Linked DNA regions of Rattus norvegicus: region 1 is linked to region 2. Evidence: chromatin contacts called from public Hi-C data. All regions are on one chromosome and are shown on one strand. The core of a region is the stretch at or near the end of the contact, and the rest is flanking DNA. Distances in the headings are between cores, read along the strand shown. Region 1 overlaps LOC108350396 (a long non-coding RNA gene). Region 2 has its middle 40 kb from the start of Cdca7.

Region 1 (3,661 bases), core at 59-2,558, 91 kb before region 2:
TTGTAAAAATAAGGCAACTAGACTCCCATGACGGAGCTAAATATTATGTCACTGTATGAAGAGAATGGCATTGTTAGTCATTTCTGCAGATATGATTTGCTTCACAAATACTACATTCTGAGGCATTGGGACTCAGCAGGCACTCTTTGTCAACAATCTGCCATTGCTAGCTAAATTAAGCAATCATCTGGCTACTATATTTAGAATGTGTGTGCAGGCATCAGAATGTATAGTGAGCTCTAAACGCCATGTTTGCCTTCAGGGGACACCACAGCAGAGGAGCAGAGGAGCGTCTGCTTTGAAGAGAAAACAGACTTTTTATTAGAAGTCACTGGAAAGAAGTTACCTTTGCCTCTAAGAAGGCTGGGATGACAGTGAGTTGCTTACAAAACCAAAAACAAAATCTAATGCAGACTATCTTTCCAATTTTCTTAAAGGGGCCTGTTCTCTTTAAATTCTCTCCTTCTATTATAAGCAAAAGTTTGGAAAGTGTCTTTGCTCTGATTCTCTCAGTCCCCTCCTTCTGTGAAAGGAACCCTCTGCTCCCAGGATGAGGGTTTTGTTTATTTTGTATTGTTTATTGTGCATCTGCTACGTCCTAGGGAATAGCAGACATTTTCCAAGTACTATCTGACTAAATAAGATAAGAATGTGTGTGGCTATGTATGCATGTGTGTGTGTGTGTGTGTGTGTGTGTGTGTGTATGTGTGTGTGTGTGTGTTGCTTCCTGTGCTTAGCGTACAGCTGACAAGGCATGCACGTGTGTCCATTCTCTGAGTATGGAAACCAAGGCTCGTACCGCCCTGTGGCTGTCTCCTGTTTGGTAGATTGTCTGCTGCATTTGTATTCCCTACTTTAATCTGTGTCCTGGGTCTGTGCCCTGGTCCCCGTATCTATTTCTGTCTGTTGCTACCTATGGAAATGGGTTAAAAACCCAGCAAGTATTTCAGGAGATGTTCAGGGTCCTTTGAAATAAATAAATAAACCCAAGTCCGTGAAAGCTAACATAACAGGCGATCAGAAAGATAGAATGCTCCACAGGCCTGCCCTGACTCACCCACACCACTCCTAAGGACCGCTTGTTTATTTTCATGTCTAAGTTACAGCTCTCTGCTGGGGACAAAAGGCTTTGGGACTTCGATGCTTCTGAGACCTGCTTGCAGGGAAGACCAAGGAGAGTGCAGGCAGCCAGGCCTGGGCCTGAGGACCTGGATCATCAAGTCTTTTTAGGCTGTCATTAGCACAGCGCACCTGCTCTGTGGACAGCGGGAGGACAGGCCTCATGACTCTCCCTCAGAGAGATGAGACGCTGGGAGCTCCACGGGGGCAGGGGAAGTGAACTTGGTAGGCATGGACTAGCAGTTTCAAAGCAGCTGCTTGAAGAAAGTCCTAGTAATGCACAAAATATCTGCTCCAGAGCCAGAGAGAGCCACTAAAGCCAATAGTGTGTCTAGAGGACAAGTGTCACCAACTTGTGCCTGCAGTGGTTCTGCACTTAATTCCCTTGTGGTCAGGGAACATGCTCGTCATAATTTTAATCCCTTTAGTACTTGGATATTAACTTTATGGCCCTAGCACATAGTGTATTTTTGGTGATTTTTTTTAAAGATATAGGGTTAACTATGTCTCTTGATATGGCTTGGTGGAACGTTCTACCAGCATCTCTTCAGTCAGGTTGCTCAGTAGTGAGTTGGTGGCCTACGACGCCACTGCCACCGAGGACTGTCTGTTGACTTTCAGAGAGCATTGTTCTCGGGAGCAGCTGTCGCTGGGCATCCGATTCCCTTACTGGGACTCACTTTTTGCTTCGTGGAGTTTCAGAGCGCTCCGATATTGAGAGCATGCGCATTTAGGATTTCATATTTCTTGGTAAATTATTTCCTGAATCATTGCATATCCCCCTTCATTTCTAGAAATAGGTTTTGTCCCAACACTTGTATCAAAATAGAAAGCCCAGCTTTCTTATGAATAATTTAAAAATATTTTCTAGTCTTCAACAATCTCATACATATAAACAATATAACTTGATAATAACCAACACCATTCCTTTCTCCTTTTATCTTCTTCCCCCACCCCTGCTTCTTCTGATTCCTCCTCTCCCTTCTTCTGTACGGAGTCCAGTTAGTGCTGCCTGAGTGTACATGGGTATAAGACCATCCACTGTCACATGGGCAATCTACCAGTGGCCACATCCTTTAAAAACAACTCTCCCCTACCAGCAGCAGCTCCAGCGAGGGGTAGGGCCTTGTGAGTCTTCCTCCCATGCTGGCTGACAAGCAGCCTGGCTTGATATTAGCATTTCCACCACTACTGTGAGTTATCCCAGCTGCTGTCCTGTCCCAGCTTCAGGTTAAGTTCCTGCCCTGACTTCCCTCAATGACAGACTGTAACCTAGAAGCCAAACCAACCTTTTCCCTCTGGTGTTTATCACGGCTATATGGTGTCATTTGTTTGGGGGGTGGCACTTGGGATATCTCAGGATGTCTTCCGGTTCCATTTTTTCTCCTTTTCCTGCAAATTTCATTTTTCTTTGTAGCTCAATAAAATCCAACTGTCTGCATGTGCCATATTTTCACTTTCCATTCACCAGTCAATAGACATCTAGGCTGATGTGACTTCCTCCAGAATATAGAAAACTACAGCAACCATGAACGTGAGTATGTGGGTGTCTCTGTAGTGGGGTGGGGAAAGTCTGAGAACATTTGAGCTACACAGTGAGAGTCTGTCTGGAAAAAGATCTATTTCAGCACCGTTCTCTCCCACTTCTGCCTGTGGAAGCCATCTCTGTCTGTTTCTTCTGATTACAGGCTACATTTTCTTCGCTGTGGCAAGTCCGATGGTTTTTCTCATCCCTGGGATTTCAGATACTGTGAATGTAATGTTGCTGGATGGATGGCTGTTTGCTTTCCTTTAAATAATCTTGAGTTTGCTCTGACTAACAAGCTAGTTGCTTTTCCACCTGATTCTATCCAGACTGGTCTCAGCTTTTCTATACACAGCTCCACTGCAGGGGCTGCTCGAGTTTACTAAGGGATGCCCTGCGAACTTGACCAAATACCTTGAGTGACCAACGAGAGCTTCCTGGCTAAATGGCTAATGGTTTAGCTGTGCCCTGCTCTGAGAACTGGCAAGTCCCCGCCCATGCTATGTTCTGGCTTGTGGGATCTTTTATCCCACGTGTGCTCAGTCTAATAGTTTGCAAAGACACCCGACTTATCCTGTGCAGACTGCGGTAGCTCCATTTTGCACAGTGTTCTCTTTCAGAAGGCGCACATCTTAAGTTCCAGTCTCCTTCTCAGTAAACCTACTGTACTTGGGTTGAGTCTTTTCCTGCATTTTGGCCTGAAAACTGTGTGAACCAGCCAAGGTTGGTAGTGGAATCTATCGTTTCATTTTTATATCCTAAGCATCAGGGCTCTGAGGTCTGAGCTCCTCTGTCTGTGAATAGTTGCCCACAGATTTTGTCCAGTTTCTTGGCTGCTTGCAGCAGAGAGACAAATCTGGTTCCTGGGACTCATCCTTAAAGGAAACAGGACAAGGGAATGGCTTAAAATTTGAATCCAAACAGAGCTAGTAAGACACCAGAGTCAGTATGACTCCAGTCTTTTACTCTTGACGTTGTTGGTGACTGTCTCTCATCCCATTGGTGCAAGATGACTTT
Region 2 (3,328 bases), core at 87-2,586:
GTGGAATCTGGCAGATCGTCAGCCACGGTTAGAAACAAAGGGGAAAAGCTCTTTAGGATCGCAGAACTTGAGCAAGAGTTTGAGACAATGGCTTCCCATTGGATAGGAGTGAGTGACTGGCACACAGATGTGTGGTCTAGTACTTACTGGACAAACATTAACAAGGATCTTCAGTGGACGTGAGCACTGTAGATGGGCAGCATCATACAGCAAACCCACCCTCCCACCCCCCCACCCCCAACCCCCCTACCCCCCGCCCCCCCACCCCCCCCACCCCACCCCGTCTTCCTTCTGCCGCAGCTTAATCAACATCCCCAGGGAAAGGGATCTCCTCACGATGACACTCACTCATTGCCTAAGTGAAAACAGAAACCCGTGTGGCCTTGCATAGGAAAGGCCAAGAACCATACACCGTTCCGTACAGAAAAAAGAGTAAGGTTCAAAACTTGCCTCGGGACTTGTGTGCCCTGTGGTTTATAAGCTGAACACAAAGAAAGCATCTTGTCCCGTGATTTTGTCTCTGTGTGTGTCAAAGCCCACAATCTACCTTGAGCATGAGTGTGAGACCAGTCAGTGTCTGTCCATTCACAAGCCCGTTGTAGGAATCCTGAGTGTGTTCTGAGTACTACCAGGTCCTTCCTCCAGGAACCAGCAGGGTACCCAGAATGAAGGAAGACACTGCACAGAGGAGAAACCCGAAGCCCAGAGAGGCTGCTCTGCCGAAATTTCTCGAAGTGGGCTGCACAGAACGCCCACACCTTGAATATAAGTACTCTGTGGAAAACAGGGTCTGGTCAGATCACATACATTTCAGAAATTTTGGATTAGACAAAATCCAGTTGGGGGTCTTCATTAGTTTATTTAAACTACCGCGGTTCTAGCTGCAGCTAGCTTTCTTTCCACAAAAACTGGGGACAATGGGATCTATGGGTGGTGTGTTAAGCTTCCTTTCCCTTACCAGAGATTACAGAAGTTGCTGAGGGCTCCTGCAGACAGCAATGCTACACACAGTGCAGCTTTGAACTCTGCCCTGAGCGTGCTGCCTCTTAGGCACATGATGGGCTGAACGGTTTTGTTTTGTTTTGTTTTGTTTTTTTTACAGGACTTTCCGAACGTTTTGTTAGGCTTACTACAATTCCCTGCTTATCCCCCAGAGTGGATATCAGAAGACAGGACAAATGGAGTGAGTCCCTTAACCCCTTGTAGTTACAATATGAGGGTGTAGTTGTTTGTCGTTCTAGAACCCAAAGAGAGAGCAGCAGGAACCCAGTACTGGACGGAAGCCCGGTCCATTCACCCAGCTCCCACACTCCGGAAGTTTTTACTGCCTGGGATTGGCTCCCTGCTCAGCACCCCGGTACAGAGGAAACATCAGAACACATTCCCTGTGGAGAGCAGAGGTGTGTGGGGGAGGGGGTAACAAGAGGGGGAAGCGTATCCTTTATCTCCTCGGGGTTTTTTTCCCCCTTTGCTGCTGATCACCTGGTTCTGAAATGTCTGCTCTGCTGTGTTTCTATAAAGGTATTAACCACTTTTCTCATCCAAGGACGCGCAGACCGAGACCTCTGATTCTGGTTCAGCGACACCATCTACAGACCTTGTAACCAACCTCGGTGACCAGGAATGCTGAACTGAGAAGGGGCTAGACCGAGATAACTAGCGGTCAGAGACTAATGTCGGGTTCCCAGAGTTAGGGCTCCCCCTGCTGGAATCCAGAGCCAAGCCCGAGTGTTATTTTTCTTCCCCAGAAATCCTGATTGAGCCTGCCTTCAACCAGCTGCTTCACATTCAGTCAAGGCTTCTCCCACAGACTTGACTGGCATCCCTAACCAGCCATCTGCGAGTCTCCCTTCTCTTCGCCTGTGTTCTCCTTTCTAAAGGATGATCCAGCTCTCTGTGCCCAAGTCAAACAGGACTTCCTGATGCTGGGATTTAAGACTGGGGCATTTCCCAACTTTCCCCAAAAGCAGAGCTTTTTGTTAGGACACGTTCTCCCCAACAAGAATTACATTTTTCAAATATTTGAATATTGGACCCTTTGTATTGTACATCTGGGGTGGATGGACGATGAGAAATGCCTCCCGGGCGCTCCCTCTTCCGAGTAAGGTCGGCAGCACAAACCTGGAAAGTAACCTAGTTTTACTCTGCTCTGGTCGCTAAGCCCCTTCTTGCCATAAAACCTTGTCTCTGTGGAGTAGGAGAATAAACACCGTGCTATAAAAATCTTGCCGGTGCCTAGCTTCCTCTAGCTTCTGCGACCAGAGTCTCAGAATTCCTGAAGGCTGAGAAATTGCACGACCCTCCATTTAGTGAATCCTCCCTTCCCCCCTCCCTCTCCCTCCCTCCCACCCCCTCCCCCACCCCGCCCCTAAGGATGCCACCATTTGTAATTGAGAAGTCTGTGTCTCTTTTCATTTGTCAAAGAGGAGGGGAAAGGAGGAAGGCTGAGCCACCTTGAAATGGAAATCCGGCTTCATCATGCAGAGAGCAGCAAGGTTTCCGCCTGGCTCTCTGTTAGGTGGTGACCCATTAGGACGCACTGGCATGAGGGCTGGGGCTCCTTAAGACCCGGGTAGTCTGGGCCCCTTAGTAGTGGAATACGTACCCGCTTGGGGCTCGCTGAAAATAAGACACTGTGGGCTAGGAGTGCTAGGCGCGACATCTCAGTTGGTAGATTCAGCCCCGGATTTGATCTTTATGCGCGCTTCATAAACCAGGTGCTCTGGAGGCTCAGGCCTGTGGCTGCAGCACTTGGGTGGTGGAGGGAGGGAGGGAGGAGGAAAAGTTCAAGGTCATCCTCTGCGAGCAGGCCCGTAGAGGCTACCTGGGATACAGGAGACCTTTTCAGAAGAAGAAATGTAAAGACAGCATTTCAAAAATGTAAAAACCCTAAATGAAGGCGAACCTCTTTCAACCCCAGGAATAATTATTCACATTTACAGAGGTGAATGCTAAAAGGAGCCGAGCTTCATTTTACCGCAGGCTGCACTATGGGATCCCTTTACAAACCAAGTTCACCTGATGCATAAAACATATGATTAGATTTACGAAAACTTGATTTACACGTTTTTTTTTAAACATCTTTACAGGAAGATTAGGCGTGATTAGATGCAATAGGAGCCCTTCTGTAGAAGAGTTACTAGCCAAACTCTCTTCAGCTGGTGTCAGTTCCCTTCCTTCTTGAGTGAGGCCGAAGGACTGCTTACCCGGTGCTGCTATTGGAACAAGGGACGCTTCAACCTTCAGGGGCGTGTCAATGAAGCAGAGGGCCAAAGAGGGAAAGATGGTCTGCTCTGTTTCCTAGAGGACAAGGGGATCCAGAAAGACA

The links. A called contact is a pair of places that touch in the nucleus more often than the background predicts.
Region 1: a Hi-C map of psoas muscle shows a contact between it and region 2, with 2.0 times the contacts expected there. The contact joins two enhancer-like sites. A contact is called at or near these places in 2 of 12 Hi-C or Micro-C datasets (Schwann cells and psoas muscle).

The regions. Positions count from the first base shown.
Region 1 is chr3:77,859,713-77,863,373 of GRCr8, reverse strand. It overlaps LOC108350396 (a long non-coding RNA gene), which reads left to right. Exons shown (of 12, transcript XR_010064810.1): 5 at 263-374; 6 at 2,537-2,653; 7 at 2,808-3,367. Among named protein-coding and RNA genes, the nearest start is that of Cdca7, 130 kb to the right of the region's middle. Within about 2 kb of position 1,308, at least 3 of the 93 cell types and tissues checked have an H3K27ac peak or open chromatin away from gene starts, as enhancers often do.
Region 2 is chr3:77,768,884-77,772,211 of GRCr8, reverse strand. No RefSeq gene overlaps it. Among named protein-coding and RNA genes, the nearest start is that of Cdca7, 40 kb to the right of the region's middle. Within about 2 kb of position 1,336, at least 18 of the 93 cell types and tissues checked have an H3K27ac peak or open chromatin away from gene starts, as enhancers often do.